2 separate regions of the Callithrix jacchus genome follow, and region 1 is linked to region 2. Evidence: chromatin contacts called from public Hi-C data. All regions are on one chromosome and are shown on one strand. The core of a region is the stretch at or near the end of the contact, and the rest is flanking DNA. Distances in the headings are between cores, read along the strand shown. Region 1 overlaps SESN1 (sestrin 1). Region 2 overlaps SESN1 (sestrin 1).

Region 1 (3,783 bases), core at 335-2,834, 86 kb after region 2:
TTAAAAAAGTTGGAAAAAAAAAGAAAACAAGGTTCCTAGAGAGGAATAAAATAAAACAAACAAACCAGTTCCATACTAAAAGAATGAGAATGAGACTGGCACAAGACCTCTCATTATCAAAACTAGATGCTAGAAAATAATGGAATAATGCCTTTACTCTTATGAGAGAAAATGACTTTAACCTAATATTTGAACCAACTTTAATGAAATCTGAGGGAAAAGTAAAAAGATTTTCAAATATTCATGGGCCAAAAAACTTAATTCTCACAAACTTAAAAAAATGTTTTTGGCCAGGCATGTTGGCTCATGCCTGTAATCCCAGCAGTTTGGGAGGCTAAGGCAGGCAGATCATGAGGTCAGGAGTTCAAGACCATCCTGACGAACATTTCGCTACTAAAAACACAAAAATTAGCTGGACATGGTGGCGTACTACTCAGGTGCTGGGATTTTCTTTTGAGACAGGGTCTCACCCTGTTGTCCAGGCTGGAGTGCACTGACAGATTCATAGCTCACTTTTACCTGGGGCTCCTGGGTTCAAGTGATCCTCCCACCTCAGCCTCCCAAGTAGCTAGGACTACAGGCGTGTACCAGGACACAGAGCCAATTTTTACTTTTTATTTTTTTGTTGATATGGAGTCTCACTATGTTTCCCAGTCTAATCTCGAGCTCTAGGCCTCAAGAAATCCTCCTGCCTTGGTCTTCTAAAGTGCTGGGTTTACACGTATGAGCCACTGCACCTGGTCTCTATGAACTCTTTTTTTTTTTTGAGACAGAGTTTCGCTCTTATTACCCAGGCTGGAGTGCAATGGTGAGATCTCGGTTCACCGCAACCTCTGCCTCTTGGGTTCAAGAAATTCTCCTGCCTCAGCCTCCTGAGTAGCTGTGACTAGAAGTGTGCACCACCATGCCCAGCTAATTTTTGTATTTTTAGTAAAGATGGGGTTTCACCATGTTGACCAGGATGGTCTCAATCTCTTGACCTCATGATCCACCTGCCTTGGCCTCCCAAAGTGCTGGGATTATAGGCGTGAGCCACCGTGTCCAGCCTCTACAACCTCTTAAGAGAAAAAATTAATACTGAGCTTATGAAACTTAAACAGCACAGCAATGAATTACTTAAAAAATGAGATGAAACCGTATCTTCATTATTATTACGCTAGTCCAAGCATTATATCAGCTACTGCTGAAACACTGCAATAGCCTTTTAAGTGGTCCTCATGCTTCCTTTGTTGTACCTATCCATGCTCCACACAAGAACCACCATTTTACTTAATTATAATTTAATGTTCCATTTTATTTTTTTAATGTAGGTAATAGATTCACATTGAACAAAATACTTTCACATGATTTGAACATAGGAAGTGAAAAAGGGCATTAAGTCCTTGAGACCTAGACAGTGGGCCCCCTGCACTTCAGAAGGCCTGCTGTGGACCTCCTCTAGCTGTAACCCTCTGAGAGATAAATTCCATAGGACTAGGGCATATGCCCACCCAGATTATGCTTCAGGTACTTGGAACCCCAAGAATCTCTAGTCAAATGGGCTGAGCCTGCTCTCAGGGTCTACACATGGGCCAAGTCTGCTCTTAGAGCCTACATATGGGTTGTCCTTTCTACAGCTGAACACAGGGCACACAATCTTAGGCTCAGAAAGTGGAAAAGCAGCAGCTGTATGTGGGGTATGCAGCAGCTGATGTGAGGGGAGGGTATCCATCCTTCATAGTGTAGGACTGGGCACAGGACTGGGGTGAGAGAACAGCATAGAAGGGCCACATGCTGGCCAGGGCCCACCATGTTGAAATGAGCTTATAATACAGTGAAAAGCCGTGGTCCCATTCCTGTCCCCAGCCAATGGCTACCTTTTCCAAAGACAACTACTGTTTCTAACACAAGTTAATCACTTTAAATAAAAAACCTGAAAATGAATATCCAACCTAAAATATTTTTGTGGTTCTCCATTACTGTTAAGATAAAATCCAAAATCCATAAAGTGGCCAACACAGCACTTTGCAAACTATAACATTCCTTAGAACCATTTGGGGATTCAAGTCTGATCCAGTCGGACTGGGATGGAGCTTGAGATTCCACATTTCCAATATCTTTCCTAAGTGTTACAGATGCTTCTGACCCATAGGCCATACCTTCAGTAGTAAGAGCAAATAAGAAATTAATATTCCTTTTGAAGCTATGACTTCAGCTACCCAAGTAGGGAAGGAAATTTTCCTCCTGGTTTACCCATCTCATTTAAAGAGAAAAAGCGACAGCCAGTCCAGGCAGATAAGAGGGAGGGTAGGCAGAAATTGCCAAGTAATAATAATAGCTAACATTATTCATTCATTCAACAAATATTTATTGGACAATGTATGTGCTAGCATTGCCCTGGAGGGTCCAGCAATGAACAAGAAAAAGTCTCAAGTCTTCATGGAGCTAATAACCTGTTAGGCCAGACAGAATGAATATATAAATAAATAGCAAGTTCAGGTCGTGTTTGGGGCAAAAAAGAAAAATTAATCAAGATAAGGATCTAGAGGGTAAGAAGAGGTGCTATTTAGTTACTAAGGCATATACAAAGGGAGTTTTTGTTTCTTTGTTTTGTTTATACTAAGTTTTAAGACAGGCACAATGCTAAGTACCTTAAAGAAGTGAAGGTTCTTTTATCTTCATTTTGCTGATGATAAAAACTTAAGATCATTGGGATATAGACCCTGGCAGTCTAAGATCAATTTTTGTGTTAATACGTTATTTCTTATTCCTGTTACAGAGGGCTGCAGCTGTACTGTACTCAGCTGAGCTCCCTGTGTTTTCATATTCTGGAAGCCAGCCTTAAACTTTTAACCTGTAAACTGCCAGGCAGGTGTGGGCCTGCCAGTTTATGACTAGCAACATAAGAAACTCGAGCACAAATAGTCACCAGACACACTGCAAGAGTGTGTCTTGCATTCACTCAGCAGACTCAGAGGGATGAGCTAATATTTAGTCAACAAAATTTTCCCATTGCTGGTTTAAATCTCCACAATTTCAATCACTTCCATTTTTCTCTAAAGTTTAAAGAAAATAAGTTTAACATGCAGCAGGTCACTCTAGTTTTAGCAATGGTTCTTAATCTTTTAAGATCACAATCTCTTTGAAAATCTGATAAAAAACAGGCTCTCTCCCAAGAAAACTGCAAGTGAGTACACACAGTTTTGCATGCAACTTAAGGGGCTCAGACACCTAAAATAGTGATAATCCTCAATTTGAGAATGCTTACATTGTAGCATCTTCCAAAATACATCTCTGCTCTGAAAACTTTCCTCTCCCCGGTAAAGGGAGTGATCCTCTTTAATCATTTAATTAAAATAGTTATTTAAAAAAAAAAAACTGTAATTATTAGCATATAAAAAACACAGCTTTATCATCTAAAACAATTCTGCAGCAAAAAAGAAAAAAGGCCTAACTAGCTGTTAAGAATTACTTATTTCAGCTTCCCAAAAGACAAGTTTCAATTATAGGTTATCTATCTATGAATCAGCCATAAACATTTTTATTGTACAGTGAGTGATTTTTCCCTTCTATAGTCAGTAGTTTACAAAAAAGTATGTAGCTGAATACAACTCTGATCCTTGAGAAACACAAGTATAATTTCCCTAAGTCACACATAACTGTTTTTAAGAGAAAGGTAAATTAGTTCCTCCTGCTCTCTAAAAATCATGAAAAGCATTTCTAGACTAAGAAATGATTTAGGGTTCTGTATCACTTTTCAGCTTCATAGTGTACTATTGATTTTAATTTTTTAATAAAACAAGG
Region 2 (3,454 bases), core at 323-2,822:
TGGGCTGCACTGTAAGTATCATTTAGAAGCAGATTAAATTTGGCTTAGTTACAAATTTAAACTCAACTTCTTGAAAGATACAGAAGAATAAACAGTCATATATGGTAGAGGATAAACAACAAAGGTTGAACATTAAAGGCCATCTAGATAGGCTGCTTGCAGAATTGGCCAGAATCCAGATAAAGAAACAGATTTAGATTATCAAACTTGCAGAGCTTACAAACAGACACTAAAGCCTTTCTTTACAAAACCACCTACTCTCACTAAATTTAAGAACTAAAATTAACTAATAGCATAAAATTTTTATGAAAATAAAGCTTAGATGCTTTTACACATGTATAGAATTAAAGATCCAATCTAGCCTTGACATCAGCCAGTGGAGATGGTCAAGACTGAGTAACTCAGGTTATGGGCACACCTAAACAAAATCTAAATATGAGCAGATGGAGCATCACTGGTCAAAAACAAATCTTGGCTTTATTTGATTAACATGGAAGTTAAAAAAAAAATCATGAAATACTAGAAATCAACACAAGTACAACAGCTTTTTAATCCTGCAAATTCACTGCCAAAGCATGATTAACTGCAACCAACTCTGACTAAAATATGTTGTTGACCAACAGTTCTTCAGATGCCAACATGTGGGTCATGAAATCCCTTCCTTAAAAGCATACAGTTCACTATGTACTTTCACAAACAACATACCTCCTTTTCTGGGATGAATCTGCTTGGTCCCTGTCCTAGTGGTCGAGGAATTCTAATGCCAAGTTCCTAGAAAAGAAAATTACACCATCTCAGGCCTTTGGCAGTAAACAAAATGAACTGAGGCTAAAGGAATGGGAGGGAAAAACAACCAGTTGAATACAGACAGGCTTGTTTTGGAGGTTTGTTTTCATGGCAGTGCATATCTATCTATCTATCTATCTATCTATCTATCTATCTATCTATCTATCTATCTACCTACCTACCTACCTACCTACCTACCTACCATCTCTTCTGTTAGCATTGCATAGCTAACGACAGCTTATAATACAACTCTGACTAAAAACAATAAAACCTGTTTCACTAAAACCAGAGTTTTGCATAAAGTACTTGGCAGAAAGTCTAGAACAGAAAGTTCAGCACAGCAGCCAACCCTGTGGATCATCAGTGATACAAAATAACACCAGTGTGTTTGTACATCTAAAACCCAACCAACCCAAATATCAATCCCTGTGCGTCTTGTCAGAAAATGAGAAAGCAGTGCCTCCAACCTAGGTGTCTTAAACTGGAAGAAGTGTAATTATTACATCTAAAGCAACACCTCACAGTTAGAATATAAATTTATGAAAAATAAAAACTAAATTCACAAGAGAGCACTACAGGGTATGTATTCTCTGTGGTTAAATAAAACAATTTTGTTTGTAAGCTTGCCTTAAATTGTTTTTATTTATAGGATGTCATCAACCTTGCCCACATTATATTTTAGAGAAGCTCAAACAATTGAGAAACAAATGGTTTTCTGATATTTGACACAGTGAGTTTAGAATCCTGTACCTTATGTGATGGTGTAGTATGGTTGACAAGAACTGAAATCTGTTAGGGTTTCCTTTCCCTCCCTCACCCTCCCATACTCTGTGCTTACAGAAATAAAATCAAAATAATATATTTCAACATTTTTGTTGTTTTGAGGCCTATGTCCTATCTAGTGTCATTATAAATTTTTGTTTAGAATTTATACAATTAAAGATTAACTCCTTCATTCATATATGTATTATAGATATAATTAAATAATCTTATATAATTCTACTCACTGCTTTTAAAAGTTCTTCATGATATAAACCAGATGTTTTCCTTTTAAAGATAAAAAGTGAGGGTGGGGTGGAGGGGGTGCACAGAGAGAAAGACATGTGGCAGCAATTCAAGAAATCTGGTCCCAGCAAATGAAAATCTTTAAAGCAGAACAGATTTTTAAAGACTAAGCAGGAAGGACAAAAGTCAAGATAATCTTTATTAGGAGAAATCAAGATTCAGAGTCAAAGTAGTCTATTATTTGCCAACAGAATTCATAAAATAATATATAAAGAAAATGATCTTATACTGGAGGTTGGTGATTTCTCCCTGGTTATTCCATCCTTACACTGAAGATACTAATGTTTTAACATTATACCCTTCATTAGAGGACACACTTAATTCACTGGTCTGGCCACATATGTGTCTCAATTTTAACATCCTGTAATGAATGCCAGAGGAAAACACATCTCTGTTATTCAACATATAATTTTGGCACCAATACAGCCATTTATATAAAGTGATGACTCTTAGCTTTTCTAACTGCTGAATTTCTGATCAAGTTACAGGCATTTTAAACAAAACATATTGGACAAAACTATAAGGCTAAAATTAACATTTATCCCCTCTCATTTCTTTAATCTTGAAAACTGTCTTATTTAAACAAAATGTATTTTAGGAAAATGCCTGTTTCAAGGGTTTATTTCTGTTTTATAAGTAAGAGGCTTGGGATTTTAGCATACAAAAAGGTGTCATTTCAAATGGGGGGAAATGAATTATTCAACAAATGGTCTTGGGACAACTGGATAGTCAGAAAAAAACTGAAGTTGGAACACTATATCATGCTTTACTCCACAACAAACCACAGTTAAATGTTAAAAAAAAAAAAAAAAGCAAAACCCATTACAGTACTAGAAGAAAACCCTCACGGAGTGCAGCAAGCCTAAGATTGCCCCAAAGCCAAAAGTCATAAAATATAAGATTGATAAGTTTACTGACATAAAAATAAAGATGTTCACATCGGAAAAATAAATACAAGTCAAACGTAAACAAAAGGCTAGGAATTATATTTGCCACTCAAATAACAAAGGGCTAACTTTTAAAGAAAGACTATTATAAATCAGTAAGAAAATCCCCAACAATCTTATTTTAAAAATGACCAAACAACATGGACAGTTCAAGGAAAAGAAAATACAAATGACTGAAGAAATGCTCGACACTCACAATAAAGCAATTGCAAGTTAACTACGCTAAGATATCACTTTCCTCCAAAAAGACTGCTTAAGATAAAAAAATTTGGTAACAGGCTGTATTGGAGAGAAGGTAGAGAGACAGTCATTAATTGTTTATATATTGCTGGTGAGAGTGTTTTGAAGTATGAGAAAAAAGAAGAGTATAAAGAGTATATATTACTACAACCTCTAGAAAGGGCAATTTGCAATAGTGACCAAAATGAAAAAGTCCCATAGCCTTTGAATCAGCAATTCCATCCTAAGTGTTAACCCATAATGTGTTCACATTTGTGAAATGCTATGTGTAAAAGGATAATCACTGCAACATTGTTTCTAATAGTACAAGGTTGAAAACAATCTCAGTGCTCATCAATAGAAGACTTTATTCAATAAAGTTCAGCATGACCATATAATAGAGTAGCATGCAGTCTTTACAAGGAATGAAGCACTTC

What was found. Hi-C and Micro-C count contacts between places; a contact is called where the count stands out from the background.
Region 1: a Hi-C map of skeletal muscle shows a contact between it and region 2, with 2.8 times the contacts expected there. The contact joins two enhancer-like sites. A contact is called at or near these places in 2 of 3 Hi-C or Micro-C datasets (both in skeletal muscle).

Annotation. Positions count from the first base shown.
Region 1 is chr4:115,194,942-115,198,724 of calJac240_pri, forward strand. All of the region lies in intron 1 of SESN1 (sestrin 1), which reads right to left. Among named protein-coding and RNA genes, the nearest start is that of SESN1, 21 kb to the right of the region's middle. Within about 2 kb of position 1,585, at least 1 of the 16 cell types and tissues checked has an H3K27ac peak or open chromatin away from gene starts, as enhancers often do. A contact at or near this core is called in skeletal muscle, where this site is marked.
Region 2 is chr4:115,109,264-115,112,717 of calJac240_pri, forward strand. SESN1 (sestrin 1) reads right to left here. Exons shown (of 10, transcript XM_078369919.1): 3 at 706-771. Among named protein-coding and RNA genes, the nearest start is that of SESN1, 110 kb to the right of the region's middle. Within about 2 kb of position 1,573, at least 3 of the 16 cell types and tissues checked have an H3K27ac peak or open chromatin away from gene starts, as enhancers often do. A contact at or near this core is called in skeletal muscle, where this site is marked.